Linked DNA regions of Gossypium raimondii: region 2 is linked to region 1. Evidence: chromatin contacts called from public Hi-C data. All regions are on one chromosome and are shown on one strand. The core of a region is the stretch at or near the end of the contact, and the rest is flanking DNA. Distances in the headings are between cores, read along the strand shown. Region 1 holds the start of LOC105777695 (hypothetical protein). Region 2 holds the start of LOC105777563 (probable pectate lyase 1).

The links. A called contact is a pair of places that touch in the nucleus more often than the background predicts.
Region 2: a Hi-C map of leaf shows a contact between it and region 1, with 2.1 times the contacts expected there. The contact joins the promoter of LOC105777563 here to the promoter of LOC105777695 in region 1. A contact is called at or near these places in 2 of 2 Hi-C or Micro-C datasets (both in leaf).

What each region holds. Positions count from the first base shown.
Region 1 is chr10:30,205,887-30,210,838 of ASM2569854v1, reverse strand. It overlaps LOC105777695 (hypothetical protein), which reads right to left and starts at 2,503. Exons shown (of 10, transcript XM_052622290.1): 1 at 2,280-2,503; 2 at 342-1,324. The coding sequence starts at 1,324.
Region 2 is chr10:30,454,380-30,459,244 of ASM2569854v1, reverse strand. LOC105777563 (probable pectate lyase 1) reads right to left here and starts at 2,689. Exons shown (of 6, transcript XM_012600911.2): 1 at 2,474-2,689; 2 at 2,009-2,062; 3 at 1,468-1,551; 4 at 26-668. The coding sequence starts at 2,571.

The sequences.
Region 1 (4,952 bases), core at 1,254-3,753:
ATCACCAAAACCATTAGCTTCCATATTGTTATATATAGGACTGCAGCAAGAAGACAACACATTTTAGTCATAAGGACCTTCTACTTAGAATTAAGCATTGAAAAAATTAACTGACCAATACTATGGACATCAATAAAAAAAAGTTCTGAATTCTAAAAGCCTGCTACATTGTCCTTTTATTGGATGTTGTTTAAAAGCTTTTGGCTAAAATGTACCAGCCTGGCCATCTCTTTTGCAAACATTTTAACAAAACAAATGAAATAAATCAACAATAAAAAAGAAAGCATCCAATTGACAATAGGAAAAAAAATAGTTGGAGAAGAACATTAATTAAAAGTTACCTCCCAGATAAATTAATGAAATTGGTTTCATGCTCCTTAGGTGTGTGAGAATAAACAACTCCTTTTCCTTTACCATAGCTAGCCACATTCCCAAAATTTTGTTCAACTTTAAAGCTGTTTAGGGATTGTTTGTTAATTTCCAGTGTCTTGTCCCAGATAGCTATATTCTGGGGAGAGATACAGCCATTTTGAACCAATTTTTTTCTCCCAACTGCTCTTGGCGAGACAAAAGAACGGTGAGATGCAGGCAATTGTTTTTCCATTCTACGTGGGGACCCATGGGAAGGATCCACCCCTTTTCCACGATCCATAACCAACCCTACACTTTTAAATTCTATGCCATCTATTTTCTCCTTTCCTTTGCAGTTATTTCTGGATTTTGCAGAACTGTCTGCAGAGTTATGAAAGAAAGAACCACCAATTCTTGGTAGCTGACATTCTTTTCTTCCTTCAGCTAAGTGATTTGTTGATCCACCTTGTGGAAATGGCCTTTCAGGTATTTGATTGTACATTTTCTTTTCAGTTAAATCTATAACAGCATGATTTTCTTGGAATACAGATGACTTAAAAGGCAACTTAGAGCAAGGAGCTTTTCCTTTATCCATGTGCTCTGTAATGGAATTCCTGCTTCTCTCCACTGCAGTTTTCCCAAATAAAGGAGCATTTGCTTGAGAATTCTCTAGGGGGGATAAGATAATGGTGTTTTTCCTATGTTCAATTTCATCAACACTACCTGAAAGTTTTCGTGGGTGTATATAATGTTTTCGGTTGTGTCCTTTTTCAACAACCAACCTACCTCTTCTCCTTAGCGTATCCAAAGATTCTTTGCCTGCAGTATTAGAACCTCTCAAATGACTAAGCACTGAAATTTTACTTTCTTGTTCAACATAATCCCATCTGTTCATTTGCTGTACAGATAGCTTATCGACAGTGTTGGGCATGTCCAATACTGAATCAATGTCCACTTCCTCCATTTGCTGCATCTACTGAAACACACAAGGTCAGGTCCTGACTTCATATGAAGCTTTAATCACAAAAATATCAATTTGCTTATAAAAATTCTCCAGTCCAAGGCAGTTTACAACATTATAGTCCAAACTAAAATGTCATTACAGAAAAAGTCACCTTTTCATGATATAATTTATAATTAATGTAACCAACCTGAGAAACAAATTAACACATTACATTCCTACATTGCTCTTTAGACTTCTTTAAAATGTTATATAGTCCAAAGGGATTATAGAAAGGGATAGAGATACGAAAAGCAAGACTAAATGCTTGCCATAGAATTTACTTACAGAAGCAAAACTCGTTCAATTTTATAACTTCAAATAACATAAACTGAGTCCTATTTAGCATAATTTTGAACAAACTAAACATTCACATACCAAACAAGGATGGAACCAAAAAGCAATGCCATGAATATGAACGAGAAAGAAAAGAAGCCAACAAACATATAAAACTTGTTAGGAAGAGATTCGTTACCAGACCAGTCACTGCTCTGGCGCAACGAAATTAACAAAATTATTATAACTATGCTTCATATAATTAATCCTAGCCAACAAAGTTTTCTCAATTACTGTATCCAGGCGATATAAAAAGTAGTGGCTTGATTATAAACAAAAAATAAACACTAAATAAAATTCAAATGTTGGATAAATCTCCACCAAATTCTAATTCTTAGAACAATAAATATTAATTCCTGTGCACTGCCAGAAATTACAAAAGCATACATACGCAAATAAAATAATTATACAAAAATCTTAGAAGCACACACACACACACACACATTACAGCATCGAGACTGAATTTTTCAAATTTTCACAAATTAAATAAATAAAATAAAATAGTACATCAGAAAAGGATAAATTTTAAATAAATAAATAAACAGAAAGGATTTTGGCATTCAAAATTAAAATATATATTAAAAATCATTACCAGATAATGTTTTTCAAAATTTGGTGATAAAATGGAACCGAGAAAAGCGACACGAATTCCAGAAGAAGTTGAATCCTTCAAAACTCTAAGAAGGCAATGTCATTGCCATCAACTCTTCTGGGACTGGGAGTCGCTTCGCTTCATCTTTTCCTTCACAATTTGCTTTTGTTTTTGTGCCTTTCAAATTTTTAGGGTCGGCAATTTGGATATCAGGTCGAGTCGGATCTAGTTTTTTTTCAGCGTTATATAAAAAAAAAAAAACCTTCAATTATTGGATTTGTTAAAGATAATGGGCCTACTTTATGTATTAGAATAGGCCCACCTCAAAGACCATGATTTCAGCTCTAATACATTCAGAATCTTCTATTAGTCCATATACTATGCCTAATTTATAGATTTAGTCTCTATACTTTAATTTGATCAATTTTAGTCCATGTGTTTTTGAATTTTAGAATTTCAATTTTAATCCAACTAGTAATAGTTCAATTTGTTTAGTCAAAACTTTCTATTAGTCGCTATACTTTATGTAAGTAGGAGATTTAGTCTTTGTTATTCAATTTGATCATTTTAGTCTTTATACATTTCAAAATTTAAAATTCAATGAAATTTAAAATTCAATCTGACTCAAATAGTAGTCATTAAATTCATTAACTAAAATGTTGTGACTTTTTTTTGTGAGTATTATGTGAAAATAACAAGCTCACATGGCATTTCACATGTGATAATATATTTATCTTGCATAAGATTTTAAAAATAACATAATTTAACTTAACGAATTTAATGGATAGCATTTGAGTAAAACTAATTTTTAAAATTTATAAAAAGAAAAATAGGTAACTTAAAATGACCAAATCTAAATATAAGAACTAAATCTATAACTTACACTAAATATATAAAAGAAAATTTGAGCATTGTAATCTATAATACCTATAAATATCATTTTTTATTTATTATGATAAAATATTTAAGTTTTTTTATAAGAAATAGGAGATAAAGGTGGTCCAAATCTAACTTCGAATTAATGTGAGCTAAAAATTTGAATGCACACTTACTATTTGACATATATCACGTTTAATTTTGTTTCAAGCTGAGTTTGGATGGACGGTGCGTTTACCTGTGATTAGTGTAAAAACAATGATTGCGGTGAGATTAGATATTGTAGCGATACTGTAGCGATACTGTAGCGAGACTAAAAGTAAGCAAAACACATCGCATCTCGTCTCCCATCCAAACCCACCCTCAATCGATGTAATTCTTTTTTTTTTTTAACAAATTAGAAGTAGATTTCATTTCATTAGAAGAGACACAAAAGATCCTAGAAACACAGGATAGCAAACCTTTAAGAGAACATGGACAATACACCAATAGAAAATCTTAGATAACAAACAAGCCTTATTAACCCTTCTAAACAACCAAAAAAATTAGAGGGACCGTTACATTGCAAAACGAGGTTTCAACAATTTACTCAAAGAAATTGAGTAAATACGTATGATCGCTTCTACTTGAAGGTTCTCCATTTCAGCTGGTTAATAAGAACTTGAAATCTAAAGGCATAATTATAATAAAAAAAACCCCCTCAATGTTTGGGGGCTTTTGGTTTTGTGCCTTTGACCTTTTTTTTATTGACACCTTCAACATTATATTTTTTTCAAAAATCAACCCAAATTCTAACAGTAAACATGAGTTGACCATCAGTCAAGCGCCGATTAACGAAGTAAGCCTATGTGACGTCATAAATGGCATCATTTTTTTTCATTTTGTTTCCATCTTATTTATTCTTCTCCCTTCTTCTCTTTCCTTGTAGTTGCTGTTAGAGTAAAAAAAAATTGTATTTCCCTTTCAATTTTGAACTCCACCATTTAACACCTCACTTTTCTAAAAGCTTCACTCACACCATCACCACCATCATCCCCACCTACCCAAACCTCCACTCAATCCTGAAACCTTAGATATTTCTTTTATAGGTAACTTTAACCATTCATCCATTATTTTAATTGAATTTCTTATTCAATTTATCTCCTCTTCTTTTTTTTCCTTCTGAGAAACCTAACGCTATTGGAGGAATCGGCTATGGCAGTAAGATGAATATCAATTTCTGCACTTCATGCTTTTCTTTTGATGTTTTCCTTTTCTTTGGATATTATAGTTGATATTTTTCCTCAAGTGATAATTGAACATGTAATTGATGAAAATTTACAGGGGAACTGTTTTGACAATGAAGATGTTAGAAGCCCAATTTCTTGGATTTGATGTAATGCTTGATAACTATCCACCACATTGCCGAAACATTTGCTTTCGAAAGTGGTTCCAGTTTTCCAATTTGGAGTTATAGGGATTATGATGGCAAGTGAATAGATTTTTCCTATGATTGGGATTATGACACCACCGCTGTGGTATTATTCCTCGCGTGCAAATAGTTTTGGGTCCATTACATCTGCTTGGCTTTTGGGGAATGTAATGCAGTGCTTCTTGGGAATGTAATGCAGTCTTTTCTGCAAAGCTTCGGTGCTTTCGAGGTTTATTGCAATGATGAATTGGTTAGTGACCCTTCTGCTATGTATGTGTGTGTACATCCTAAACATTTTTTATTAATCGATGGAGTTGTTTTAGCTGCTTAGTAAACCTTTGATTCGATTCTGATATTAGTATGAGCTCTGTCCTGATCTAAATGTT
Region 2 (4,865 bases), core at 1,440-3,939, 250 kb before region 1:
AGAGAAATACATGCATCAAAATTACCTCATTGTGGTGGGTGAGGTGATTGTTGGAGATGGTAATGGCAGTTGAGCCCATGACAGCATCAACAAGACCATCAGCACAATTAGAAAGAGAATTGTGATCAACCCAAACGTGGCTTGACCCAAAGATAGAGATTGCATCACCATCAGCCATTGTCCTCCACCCGAAGTGAGTGGGTGAGCTTCTAACCATGGCATTGCCAGTGGGCTTACAGTCATGAATATGAAGACCATGAACAATGACATTGGTAACGTATTGAATTGTGATACATGCCCCATTAGCAATATGGACATTCACCCCACGACCATCAATGGTCTTAAAGCTGTTGACCAGCAACTCCTGCTTCAACTTAATAACCATGTCCCTCTTGAACACAATCCAAAGTGGTTGTTCCTGGATCACAGCATGACGCAAGGTCCCAGGTTTGGGGTTAACAGGGTCATCATCATTAGGGTCAGTGACAACGTAGAAGCGTCCATCACGCCCCCCAATTGCATTCCTTCCAAAACCAATGCCACAGTCAGCAAGTCTCTTCCGGTTCTTCTGCCAGTTGGGGTCACAACGCCAGCAATCATCAATGGGATTACCAGTTCCGCACGAGAAGAACCCCAACTTCCTCCTTTCCGTCACATTTCGAATATTCCTGCCATTTTTTTCATTCAGTTTATTAAATTTTACTACGCAGACTTTTGTCATATGGTCTAAATATTCCAGCTTGTAACCAAAATTATTAGCATCTTTGATTTTACCACTAGATGGGCTTGTAAATTATTGTCGGTGGGAGTTAAATTAATCCCAATTTGTAAAGATAGTGCATAAGCAGACAAAACATGATGTAGAATTTTGTTATTTCGAAAGGACATTAGGGTCATTCACTCCAGGTATAACGGCTAGGACATGCTGTTTCTTTTCATTTTTAACGAAAAGAGACAAAAGAGTCTGTTTGTTTATCTTATTTAGCTGGTCCAGTGTGCAGCAAACACCAAGAATAAGGACAATAAAAAATCCTCCAACTTACCATTTACCCTGCTTCCTTCATATTACAACTTTTAAATCAATAATGAGGTAAATAAAAGACTGGTTGTGCATGAAGAAGAGAGAATTAGTCATGCGATGCAATAAAACTGTAATTATAGTAAGGTTGATAAAGAGTTTAATTGCTTTGAATTAAAAATTTGTACTTCGAGGTACGATTGGAAAGACAATGATACGGTCATGTGATGCAAGAAATATTGAAAAGGATCGTGCCCGTTAGACACGGATCTGACCATGATGGAGTCGGGAGTAAACAAACAACATCAACATATAAGATTGTAATCCATTTGATTTATGGTTAATTATAAATGAAAATTTGGCAAAAAAAAGGGAATCTTTCTGCTTCAACTTTTACATTCTCTATTTACATATTTAGCAATTCAAAAGAAATGTTTATAGAGACTCACATGTCAATGATGGTCTCAACCTCGGCTGCTACGGCCTCTGGATCAGCCACAGCATGTTCATTCAAGACCTTAACCTCTTCTGACCTGAAATCCCAATCACACCAACCCAAATTCCAATTAAATAAAATTTATTCTCAATATTTCATTTTAATTTTCTTATTCTCGTTGGTGATTAATCATTCTATGGAACACACTGCTTAAAGGGGATTCACTGTGTCGTCCACCAACAGTACTCCAAAACCGTTACAAAAGTGTTTTTCAAGGGGTAAGAAACAGAAACCCCGTGTGGACCCCTCGACGGGAATTTATAAAATGCCCTTCCTCAATCCTCATTATACAATCTTTTTTTTTCTATATACGGGAATTGAATTGAGTAACGGAGTAAATGGTTGAGATCTAAGGATCTGGATCTCAACGGATGGGATCGTTATTTCATGGTTAAACGGAGATAAACATAACGGCTGGGATGATCAGAATTGGAAAAAGAAAACGAAAATAAATAAATAAATAAAAAGAAGGCTAGTTCTAAGCTCTACATTACCTAGTTGCCATTGTTGGGTTTTTTGAGTTCTGCAGCTTCTCTATCTCCACAGTGCTGTAAAAATATATAAACATAATATAAATGAAAATTGAAATTTTCTAGTATTTTGCAGTGATGCTCCATTTTCAGTTAGCATTTTTTTGAAGAAAAAAAAAAGAGGACTCTGAAATCTCGTTTTCGACGTATTAAGTTAAGTTTTTGAAGAGGGAATATTAATGGATCCGTTAAAAAGGAAGAGTTCTTTTTTCTTTCTGAGAATGAGACTATTTTTCAAGATCTAAACAATGACAATTCTGTGTAGTTTTTGTATTCTAATTCACCATAAAATGACATAATGTAGGCAACAATTTTGCAAGGCAAATTCGAAAACCCGTAAGAAAACACACAATGGAGACTCTCTGTCTCTTTCTTTTACTAAAATAAAACTGAGAAAGCTTGAAAACTGAGTTGAAGGAAGAGAAAGACCTGGAATCGTTGTTGGTCTGTACTGTGGCCATTGCTCCAACAAGAAACAAAAACAGAACAGCTAAAGAAGCTAAAAACCATTTCTTGGAAGCCGCCATTGCAGTTTTCTCCGCTTCTTCGGTACTTAAAAGCTTTCTCTCTATCCAAACAGAGGAAAAATTGAGAGAGAGACAGAGGAAAGAAGGAAATGGTGAAGCAGGGAGAGTCAGAGTACAAGCTCCAAGCAAACGGCTTTTATAGAGCCACGAGCAAAAAATAAAAAAAAGTGAACACCAAAACAGAAAGACCAAAACGACGCCGACTATATACCCAAAATATTAAACATTGGAATTTTCTGGGTAGGTTTACTTTAACCAAATAACCTAAGTCACCTAACCGCCACTAACTGTCTCTCTCCCGCACTCTATTTTCACCAGGGTTAAATAAGTTTAATTTTACTATTTTAACTGTTGGATAATGCCACGTCAGATATTACGGGTGTACGGTTGGAGAAGGGAGCAGAATGTCACACAGTTTCCTGCTGAATTTGCGGCATTAAATGATGTGTTTTTTAATTAACCACATTAATAAATATTGGCTTAAAGTATGCTATTAGTCTCTGTACTTTTATAGAATTTTAGATTTAGTCCTTATACTTTAAAATTTAATATACTTGCTCCAAACATCCTCAAACTATGACTCATTCTAAATTGTTCATCAAACTTTAAAATATTTTAATTACATCCTCAAACTATTAAAATCATTAATCGATCTTATGTGATATAACTTAAAATGAAAATTTTAAGAAAATAAATATTGTAAAGATCTTGGTGTTGGGATTTTGAAACTTCTACGAAACAATGTTCACTCTCTTTTGTTCGGTTTTACTTTATTTTTAGTTTTTAATTGTAAAAGTTACGCAATAACATTTTACTTTTCTTAAAATTTTCATTTTAAATTATTTCACATAATAATTTACATGTCATTTAATGATTAAATTAACTATTTCAATAATGGTAATTAGAACATTTTGAAGTTTGGGAACCAAATTAGAATGAAGGTAATAGTTTGGTGCAATTAACTCTTAAAAGTTAAAAATTCAACCCTCTTACTTTTCTGATTTAAAAATTCTAGTCCAGATATTATTGTGATTGGTAGTTCCTATCAGAATTGATAAGTAGATTAAGTTAAGGAAATGTTATGAGAGTAGAGGGATTAAGAAGAATTTATTATTTAAAAAAAAAAAGAAATAAATTGGAATTTTGGTGGTAGTAAAGTTACGTGTGCGCCAATCACGGCCTTGAGGAAGTGAGGGGATTTTGACTCCAAACAAGATTCAACTAAAAGGATACGAAAATGATATTCTATTTTCTCTCTCTTCACATGGCTCTTACATATCATTTTAAGTAACATATTTAGACACCCACTAGTAGATATGATTCTAAAAGAAATTTGAGTTTTAGATGCTTTTAATAATTTGTTTTTATAAATCTTTAAATACAATTCTTTTTATCGTCATTTTATGTCATATTATTTTTTCACCATGTCTAATTTTAAGACATTCTCATGATGTAGATAAAACAATTTGTCATTTATTTTGAAAATGTATTATTTTTCACAAAACTTTTTACTCATTAAATAATCCTTTTCCTCATCGTATTACACTAATTAGTGGTGAGTATTTGATCGAATCGAGTCGAATCAAGTAAAAAAATTTTGAGTTAGTCGAGTTAACAAATCTTATTTTAGCAACCGAACTCAATTTGAATTTTTTCGATTCGAGTCAAGTTGAGTCAATTTAACTAATCCTATTATTTATACTCAATGTTGCGTTTACATGGACCGATTATTTAACTAGTAGATGAAGTATAAGATTATTTAACTACATAAACAATATAATGGTTTTGCCTTTTAACTTAATGGTTTTGACTTTCAACTTTAAAAAAGATAAACATTTATCAAAACAACGTAGTTTTGTCTTTTCTTATTTGAATTTTCGGATAACTCGAATTGTGTAATTCATATTCGAGTTAAACCAAAAACTTATTTTTTATTCAAGTTGATCCGAATAACTTGATTAACTCAAATAACTCGAACTATTTAATTCAAAATTTGAATTTTTATTCAATTTTTTGAATCGAATCGATTTTGCTCACCCTAACACTAATAACCATACATCGCATTAATGTTAAAATATTACATTTCCTATTCTATAATCATTATATTTAAAAAAATCATATTAATATTTGTTGATGTGAATCAAGATCATTTAACTTAAAGACATCATTTTCTTAATAGAACTGAGACACTAATTTAATGAGAGATAATAAGGTTGATTCTATATGTTTGTTTAGACTAAAATAATAATAACGTTAAGTTATGGTCTATTGGTCGGTGTTCATTTTTTTAGGAA